Regions from separate parts of the Lactuca sativa genome. Here region 1 is linked to region 2. The links are chromatin contacts, called in public Hi-C maps. All regions are on one chromosome and are shown on one strand. Each heading gives the region's core, a stretch centred on a gene start, on an enhancer-like site or on the middle of the called end of the contact. The rest is flanking DNA. Distances are from core to core; before and after follow the strand shown.

The links. Hi-C and Micro-C count contacts between places; a contact is called where the count stands out from the background.
Region 1: a Hi-C map of leaf shows a contact between it and region 2, with 7 times the contacts expected there. The contact joins the promoter of LOC111905584 here to the promoter of LOC111905585 in region 2. A contact is called at or near these places in 2 of 4 Hi-C or Micro-C datasets (both in leaf).

What each region holds. Positions count from the first base shown.
Region 1 is chr9:104,036,874-104,042,100 of Lsat_Salinas_v11, forward strand. It overlaps LOC111905584, which reads left to right and starts at 2,458. Exons shown (of 2, transcript XM_023901280.3): 1 at 2,458-2,616; 2 at 2,740-3,901. The coding sequence starts at 2,566. The coding sequence ends at 3,522.
Region 2 is chr9:103,574,498-103,579,978 of Lsat_Salinas_v11, forward strand. LOC111905585 (SHUGOSHIN 1) reads left to right here and starts at 4,172. Exons shown (of 10, transcript XM_023901284.3): 1 at 4,172-4,388; 2 at 5,020-5,189; 3 at 5,308-5,345. The coding sequence starts at 4,364.

The sequences.
Region 1 (5,227 bases), core at 1,208-3,707, 460 kb after region 2:
ACCACATCAAATCGAAAAATCTAAACTTGAAATCTTTAAACTCACTTGTCGAAATCGAGCGTTGGTGATGTATAAATGTGTCAGATCTATGAGTGACGTTGAGAGAGAGCGAGTTAAAGGAACCATATGTCTTCGGATAAGACGCCTGATATCGACCTCCACACCCTATCACTCCCACCTTCAATCCAACCCACTGTTTTGGATTTTAGTTGAGTTTTTCGAATATTGAGTAGTCGAAGTCGATGATGGCTTTCGAACCCATAAATTTCCAAGAGAGGGATATATATATATATATATATATATATATATATATATATATATATATATATATATATATATATATATATATATAAAGAGGGGGAGAGAGAGAGAGAGAGGTGATGGTTGCCTAAGGTATTTATTATCGGAATTTGGGAGGTGACGATGGTGTGTGATGTTCTTCAAGTATAAAGAGAATAAGAGATACAAACTTTAGTGGATGAGGTGAAGGTAGAGGATAATCGTAGTTGATTATAGACCTTCACGAGTTACTTGTCATCACCCGAAATACAAATCTTTACCAAGTGCTATGTCTGCTTAATGCCTTCCATTGAATCGATTAGTGCAATTTCTTTTTTGGAGGCAGGGCAAGTGGGACCCAATTTCTTTTTAAATTTAAAATAATAATAAGTATTATTAGCTTAATTGAAAAATAACTACACAAGGGCGTTATGGTCATTTTAAGTCTAGAACGGACTAAAACCGCAACAAATTCCTCTTTCAAGGGTGAAACGTAAAGATATAAAACAAACGTTTTTTTTTAAATAGGGACCAAACATGCGTTTTGGCACTTGCACTAAAGACGATTTGTGTAATTTACTCTCTCTCTTTCTATATATATATATATATATATATATATATATATATATATATATATATATATATATATATATATATATATATATATATATATATATAGAAAGAGAGAGAGAGAGAGAGAGAGAGAGAGAGAGAGAGAAAGATAAAGTTCAATAGAGAACCATTATTAATCAAGGAACTAGGTAACCAATCCAAAGCATCGAAATTTAAAGGGATCAACCGCAAAATGAATGGTTGTAGACTTTTACAATGGACGCACATGCACCGGATTATAACAAAACTCACTTCCTTTTTTTAGTTTATTTTTTGGTAGGCCATGTTTTTTATCAAAAAAGAAAAAACGAATACACCGTTGTTTATGATTTCTCGTCTATTTCCATAATGATCCATATTAATGTATAAAAAAATAAACTTTTTTTTTCAAAAAAAACTCATTTCATTTTCTTTGTTTTTTGAAAAGTTAATGTCTATTTTTTATTGAAAAAAATTTATAAATACATTAAAATTCATATTTTTTTGGTACTATTTAAATATAGATTCATATTGATATTTAAAAAAAATTGAAATTTCAGTTTAGTTTCACATTGTAAATATGCTCAGATTCACAGTATGAATAATAGTAAGTCAGATTCACATTGTGAATTTTAAAAACTGTGGATTCTAAAAACTAAATTATATACAATTCAAATTCACAATGTGAATAAATTCATTTGTTGATTTTACAAAACTAATTTACGATTAATCAAAACATTAACATATTATAAAACTACATGAAAATATATTTCGATATATATTTAAATTTCACTTAATTTGTGAATGATCAAAGAGTTTAAATAGTAAGTCAGATTCACATTGTGAATGTAAAAGTTAAAATATTTACAGTTTAGATTCACAATGTGAATTAAAACTGACTGAGTTTTTTTTTTTTTATCGATGTTGATGTTTATTAATAGAGGACAAAAATTGAGATTTTGTATAATTAATTTTTTTGTATAAAAATAAACTTTAATATTGAAAAAATAGAACAAAATGAAGTGAGTTTTTTTCAAAAAAAAAATATTTTTTTTATATATATCAGCATAGATCTATATGGGAAGAAGAAGAAAATCGTAAACAACATTATATTTGTTTTTTTTTTTTCGATAAAAAGCGTGGGTTAAAAAAATTAAACAAAAAAGAGGTGAGTTTTTTGTAAATAGTGAGTTTTATGGTATAATACATTATATTTGCGTCTAATGTGCAAAGTATATGATTTCTGACATTCACGATTGGTTCTTTAGTTTTCTTGTTAATAATGGGTGTCTATTGAACTCTACCTCTATATATATATATATATATATATATATATATATATATATATATATATATATATATATATATATATATATATATATATATATATATATATATATATATATATATATATATATATATATATATATTCTTTTGGGATCTTATAAAAGATTTTTCAACGGGATTAAAAAAGCACTATGCTTGAACTTTCTATTCTACTTGCTTTTGGCCTTTGTTTTTCCTTGGTACCTCACAACCTCTTGTCGCCATTGTGAAGAAAACCCCAAAATAAAAAGGCCCAAAAGCAAAAGCAAAAGTTGCAAAAGGAAACCAACAACTTCTACTTAAAACCCTTCCCTCAACTTGCAAAACGCAAAACACACACACGCACTCTCGCTTTGTGCTCTTATCAAGATGGAGGATGAATGTAGTCCTTTTAATTGGGATTGTTACTACCAAGAAGAGGTAAAGACCACTTCGTGAATAGTTTCTTGATTCTGATTAACATAGTTAACCAAAATCTCGATATTTCTATTGTTCTTTTGTGTTTGGTGTTAATTCCTTTTAGTTGTTTTAATTGTTGAGTAGGCGCAAGGAATCCAAGAGTTGAAACACACTTTGTTGTACACGTTGGAATTGGAAACAACAATTGCATGTGCTCATGAAGAGATTGCAAGAAAAGGAGATGAAGTTTTGCATTTCAAATGTCTTTTGTCAAAGACTATCAAAGAAAGAGACGAAGCCGAATTGAAGTGTCAAGGCTTAGTGTTGGAGAACCTAATACTCCAACAAAAGATTCAAGAATTTGAAGCTAATGCTACGACTTCTTTGGTTAAAACCACTCCTACAAGTTACCAAGAAGACGATCATAATTTAGGTGTGGATTCATCTTCGGGTTCTGATGAGAACTTTGTTGGAACTCAAGGAATGGAAAGGATTTCATTGCCACCGCAACAAACACCACCAGAAATCATGGATAATGTAGTATTGAAAAAAGGGTTGCCGGAGAATGGCAAGTTTTTGCAGGCAGTAGTGGAAGCGGGCCCGTTACTCCAAACCCTGCTTCTTGCCGGCCCACTTCCACAGTGGCAACACCCACCACCGCAACTCAACTCAATAGAGATCCCACCCGTGACTATCCCATCAACTTCCACCACCACACCTCGGATGCTCCTCCACCAAGACTCGTGTGTTAGCACAATCATTGGTGGCGGCAACAACAACAATGGTGGTGGATGTATGATCATGACTAGGAAAAGGGGTTTTGAGCAAAGTTGTGAAGCACATGACTATGATTATGATTCTACTCCCACAACCAACACCAAGAACCAAAAGGTTGTTCACCAATCACAACCATTGACCAACATTTAGTGACTAGTATTTTGATTTTCCCTCCAACCATAATCTAGCTACAAATTAATATGTCAATTTCCATCCTTTTCTTTAGGTTTGGAAAAAGTTTATTAGGATGAAAGGGATGGCCAGGATGGACCCTTTGCTTTTTACCCTTTAGAATTGGTGTACATTAATTACTTTTTTCTTAGAACTTAAGTATCCTAACCATAATTAGCAAAAAAAAAAAAAAAAAAGAGAGGGCACAATCAAACCCTTTGAGCCTCTATGTTTGATTGAGGGCTTTCCTTTTCCACTATTCCATGTTCTTTCGGTTAGGCTGAAATTGATATTTTTGGTAATGTAATATGAACTCAGAATTTAAGTCATCTCAAACGACAGGAGACTGACTTATTTATATTCTACTTGTTTGTTTGTTTTTTTGTTTTTCTTTTTTTATCATTTTTGGTGTTGTTTACTCTCTTTTCACATAAGAAATGTGATTTTTGGCGAGGTTTTTTGTCCTCCAGAAGGATGGGGAACTGTTTCTATGAATGAATATACGTTTGATTTACGTTAATTTTGTGATTGTGGTTACTAACTGGTTACTTTCAAGACTTGTTGAAGACAATATAAACATTCGAATCTTATATTTAGACGTTATTAAATAGCAAATCATAAAAGTTTCATGGTTTTGTGTATCATCGATAAAAGAAAAAAAATATTTATGTGAGCTTAATCATTTTTGTCGTGGAAAATTCTACTTTCACTTTTCATATTATAATGTGAAAGGTGTGGATTGGGTAGTAGAGTTTTTGGTGGATGTGGGGCTCTTCACCTGAGATAATTACATGTAGCAGTTGCATATCATTGCTCCTGCTTTTTCCAATATTAGTTTAATTTTCAAATAATAATTTGTTTTTATGTAGTTTTAACAAAAATAACTATATACTTATCAGAATATACCAAAAAACAATAAAATATTTAAACACAAATAACCCGTCTACTACACTATCTCTCATATAACTCATTTTTCATATTTATAAATTAAAGATAAAGTTTCTATCTGTCGAACTACAGTTATAAATGGATATTAGTAAAGTTGATAATATTTCATCAATTTTACTTAACTTTTATTAGAAAGTTTTTCAGTATCTTATCAGAAGCTAAATAGTTTTGTAAAATAAAATAAAATAATAGGTAATAATAATAATATATTGTTTGTGGAATCTTGGTGTTAATTTAGAGTATCCATGATGCATGGTGTGTGTCTGCCATTAAAATGGCAAATTTAACCAACTCATTCATAGCTTTTTACTGTTACTTGAAATCCCCTATGATGTAATCTCGCCTTTTACTCAACCAATTTCATGAAATTAGAAAAAGGCATAATGGAAAATCTCTATTTAAGAACTTTAAAAACCATATCAAACCATGCTTTGAATAGGCCATGCAATTATTTTGATTGTTAAAACTTTCTTGTGATCATAAATTATAAATTATTGCATTTATATCTTTGAATTTCGTTATCGATCCAGTAAAATGAATCTACAACATTCAGAGGTGTGTCGGTCACGAGAGTTCAACTATGTAAGTATATAACAGGATTATTTCTTGCAAACAAAATTTGTCAATATGCATCAAAAAGTATTATCGTATTTCAACTTTTTTGATAATTAATGATATTTGGATGTGAGCAAATCTATTTGTTTGATTCAGGAAGTCAATGGAAACACAAACTAAA
Region 2 (5,481 bases), core at 2,922-5,421:
AGCATCTAATTAAAGGGACCTATCATAAGGATTATCTTCGGGATAAACAATAATGCTTAGGGGATTCCTCAACAATATATATCGGTAAGGCAACCATGAGGGGGATGGAGTACACCTGGTTCTTATCAATGAATAGATCTCTTTACTTGTATGACTTAGATGTCTCGTATTTCTCGAAAAAGTGATTCGATTGATGGGATTTGGTATGATACTTATGAGATCGATGAGATTTATATTCAAATATTTCTTCTTAGAGCGTATTGATTTGACCCTATAACCGGGACCACCACCCAATAGCATGTTGCCACCTAGAGAATCTCCTAAACACCTACATGTTGTGAGCCTGTCAGCGTTCCACTAGACTGTCTAGAATAGCCTGTGGTCGTTATCTATACTCATTTAGACGACTAGATCATCTTTAAAATCAAGGCCTCTCATCATTTATTTCATCTTTCATCACTATATCATCTTTCATCTACCCGTCTTTACCCAACATAATTATATGTATAAAATAGATATACAGTTTAAATCAAGTATAACAAGTATAAATCGTTCATCCAACATAGATATCAGGAACACAGATAATATGCACATATAACATTTAATTTATATTAAATACTTCATACCTATGTGTAAGATGAAAGTAACTATGCACTCACTTGTTAAAGTGACGACTCAAAATTCGGGCAGCGCTTTGCTTCTAATAACTATCTTTTCCTTTGACGTAACCTAGTGTCATTATCACTAAGTCTTAGTATAATATTTATTGCGACTAATTATTAGTGTATATTCATCATTAACTCAAAGTCTACTTCGAGATCTATTAAGTACGGAACAACAAGGTAGGATTATATCGGACATAGGGTTCCATTTGGTATACAAAATATACTGTTTGGAAATCCCACTTTAAACACCTCACTAAATCCAGCCTAGACAACATCCCCGTAAGTAGATCAATCAGCATAACGACCTTGAACCACTAATAAATCTTGTTTATAGGTTCATAATAATGATAATGAACTTAAACATACGTTATACTTAAAGTACGGTAAGCATAACTCAACTTACAAATGGTTTAGCGAGAACCTGGACTCTGCGCGGGCATAACTTCTAAGCTGAAAGCTCTACTTCTTGGGGCTTTCTGGCACTCCGGGGCTTCGCTACTAATACCTAGGAAGTTCTAGAGGAAAGTATGGGGGCTTTGAGGGGGGGGGGGGGGGGGTTGGGCAAGAGTTGGATAGAAAGGTGTGAGGATTTGAGTGACAATAGACTTCTATTTATAGGTTAGAAGAGCCCCGTATGCGGGGCGCACTCAATCTCTACGCGGGGCGTACGCAAGCTACATGTCGCGATCAGGTGGCAAGCTGCGGGGAAGAAGGTGTGGTCTTAGATCATATCACGTGTTGATTTCTGGTTAATCCAAAAATTAATTATCCTATAAAATCCATAAATTTTGCATACGAGCTCCGTTTTTGACTTTCTTTATATCCACGCGTAGCTATCGACGTGATATACAACTTTCTTTTAGACTCCACCAGCTAATTTGACTTTATTTTTAAAGTTATATTTTAACAGACTTAGACAGTTAAAGTCTATAAAAAATTCATAACTTTGTCATCCGACGTCCGTTTTTGACTGTCTTTATATTGTTGAGCTCCTATTAATGAGATATTCAATTCACATTCAGATTGTTTCAGCTAAAAATCGACCGATCTAAAATTCGGTTTTCGGGCTGTATACTGCTACACTGAATCTTAGAAAAATCATAACTCCGTCTAACGAAGTCAGATTTGGACGTTCTCTACATGGACACTCTCGGTTTAACCTCTACTACGACTTTTGTTTAGATCGCTAAGGCCAAAATGTATTTCGTCAAGAATTTACTTTTTACAATACGCGGAGTCGTGCCGGTTTAATCGCAAAACTTCGATGGGTCTTAACTTCTTCGTTATAAGTCGGATTTCAACGTTCCTTATATCTCCAGAATCTTTGTTATGACTATTTCAAATTTCTTCAAATATATTGGGTTTAATTATTATTTTATTTTAGACGCGTATTTTATTCATATTTTAGTATATCGTTATAAGCACATATATTGCACATAAATCACATAATACCCAAATAATTCTTTTTAATTACATAAAATATGTTAAAATTGTTGACCCTAACTATTACATCATAATAATAATGCTTAGCAAAAAACGCGGATGTTACAGCGTCACAACCCCGACGTTTCCGCCATTGACAGGTGTAACAAGAAGTGATTTGGAATGCTTAATCCGAAGTGGGTATTTTTGATGGTTTTTTTTTACTAAGTGGGATATTTTTGGGATTACTTTTGATAGCTCGGGTTGATTATTACCTTTGGAACTTTTTCTATATTGTTACAGCCCATCATTGCTTAATGACCACGGAAGATTGGAGTTTTTGGATTTCGTCATCATTGCTTCTTATTATGATGTCATGGATGGACTTCTTATTTGCTAGATGCTTTTCGAGATTTTAGATCAATTCCGAACTTTGAGGGGAAGAATGTTGGATGAAAAGTTTTTCATGGAGGATGTCAAAGAGAAGACTTAGAAGACCCATATTAACATGTGGGTTTTATGTGTTTGAGAGAGAGAGAGAGAGAGAGAGAGAGAGAGAGAGAGAGACTTGTACTTACACCTCTATATATAGTGAATGTCATATCATTTGTAGAATGTGTTTGAGAGATGTAGTCATAAAGAATAGTGATTGGAGTTATTTATGTGGACTAGATCTAGATCCCTTTTTGTAACTCATCAACATGATCAAATATATCTCTTAACCACTCATACCATTGTGTCAAATATGTTCTTATCATTTCTGCATGTCAAATCCGGGTTTTCATGTCGCAACACATATCTAACCATTTCAGTGAAATAATAGTTCTAAACATCTATAAAAAGTATTATAACAAGAATATCTTAATGGATTAAGAGGTTATTCACAAAATCAACATATTAACCCACTTATTCACTTAAAGCTCATTAGAAAAGGTTTATGGGTTTGGTTTTCAAAGCAAACCCATTAAGTGCTTTATACTAAATAAATTGGCTGAAAAACACAATAACATTCAACCACTATGAAGTAGTGGTCACATGGTGGTGCAATGGTGATCATAGGAAGCACAAGACACTTACACCAAAGCTTAAATCCATAAAAGAAGAAGAATACATTTATAGAACACTTAGCCAAGGATCTTGAAGCAATCTTGACTTCACCACCAACCAATAGTACCATGGGGATGATGTGGTGATTTTATGATAACCACTACTGCCGACGGTGGTGGTGGTGGTGTGAAGTGGTTGAAGTAGAAAAAGAAGACATAACCGACAAAGGAAGAAGATGTACCCACTTATGGAGCTTCTAAGCAACAACACAACAACAAACCACCCTTCCCTTTCATTCTCCTTCTCTATCTTTCTCCCACGATGGTATGGTGGCGGCGGAACTCTGGCAACAAGAGGTAGCAGTTGATGTTGGATTTAAGAAACTCCGACGGTAGTAACTTCGGCTGGTGGAAGTGTGCATTTGCTTGAAAGACTACTTGAATGATATGGAACAGATAAATTATTAGAGTTGAACAAGAAATATACAAACAATGAATGATTAATAAACAACTACCATGAATAATCAAATCAACAATGCTGCTGACAACATAAATGTTATGTTTCATGTTTTTATGCTTGAATATGTACATACTTGTTTCATATGAAAATGCTTATAGATTAACGGTATTTGGTGTTGCCCTCCCTCCTAAAGGTTGATGGTTCAAGTCCTGTCGTGAACATATGTGGATTAAGAAGTAGTTTATGAGTATATTAGATTTTCTATTTAAAAAAAAACATATTTAGTTCACGTTATTTGTATTTCAAAAAATCAAAAAATTTATAAAAATGGTTCAGTCTTTTTGTTTTCTTTTTAAAAACGATGTTGCCCAATCCAATCCCATCCGAGTTGTATAGGTTCGGATACTTTTTTTTTTTTTTTTGGGTTTGAACCGGTTTGAATCCAATCCATTTTCTCCTTAAAACGGTTTTGACCATATTAACTTAAACCGAATCGGTTTTCGAAACAAAAAAAAATACCGGCTGTTAGCCCATTAGGCCCAATGATCGTCCATTCAAATTTAGGCTCGCAGATTCAAAATTAGGCTCGGGTTCTGCTTCGATTTCTAGCACCTGCTCTCTTCTACTGTTCTACAGTACATCTAGTTGATTGTATGTGTGTGTGTGTGCGAGAGAAATAGAGAGACCGTGTGAAGTGTAAGTGTGTGTGAGGGAGGGACTTGAAGCCTGAAGGTTGATGTTACGGATTAGGGTTTTCAGTGTTCAAGATCATGGAAGGTGGCTTCGTGCTTGAGGGTATGTGCTAGCTCATTTGGCTCTATTTCTTCATCAATCTGACTATTTTCATTTGTAAAGAAAAAGATTTTATGCCCTTGCAAAATCGAACATTTGATTTTTACGAAATGCGATCTCAAACCCCATGTTTCCATTTGAGATTCCAGGGTTTTCTTCGTGAAATTCAACGGCCAATACTGATTTCCAGTGCGAACTAGGGTTTCATTTTTTTGAATTATTAGTCCTTCCTTTTAAACTCGCCAATATTCCTCAATTTTCAAAAATTTCAAGATATTATCACAAGTTTACAGATATAAAATTACGAAAAATTTTCTTGCGTTTTCCCATTATTTAGTGACGCATTTAAGATAACGCCAGCTCTAATAGCTACATCGAATTCCGGGTTTTTGTTTACAATTTAGACTTCGATTGTTTGTCTGAACTAGTTAAATAAATTTCCATAAGTAGTGAAAAGATCAATATTGCTCGTATTAGATGACAAAAGCTAAGATATTACATAGAGTCTCCCCCAAAAGATGCACATGTTTGGAGTTAGTGCTATTCTGAAGTTCTAGTTTTTTGTGTACCCTTCTACTTAGATTCTTTTCTTAATATTCTGCTCATTTTATTGTAAACCTTCATGATAAACTAGATAAGCCTAAAGTAGAGAAAATGGCCAAGGATTCTACTGGAGCTTCAGGGAGGAAAATGCTTGCTGACATAAGCAACATTCAACAGAAACATAGCACTTTGACCCAAGATAAAAAGTCTCTTCCAAATTCAGCTATTGTGAAAGAAAAATTTATAGAACAGCTCCAAAAGGTACTCACCTTTGCTATTCTGGCACTTCTCAAACATAAAAAGATGAATGTCACCTTGGTTTTATGGTTTCTCTCATGTTTAAATGTTGCTTACATGATTCTATGTTAATATAATCCAGGAAAATGCAGCACTTAAGAAACACTTAGCAGAAAAAAGGTATCCTTCATTCCTTCTTACATTAGTGACTTTATAAAAGGGTAAAATCCACTCTTATCCATGGTTATATAACATGAAGCCTCATTTATGGTTGTAGAGTTCATTCAGTTATGAAAATTACTAAACTAACCTTTAC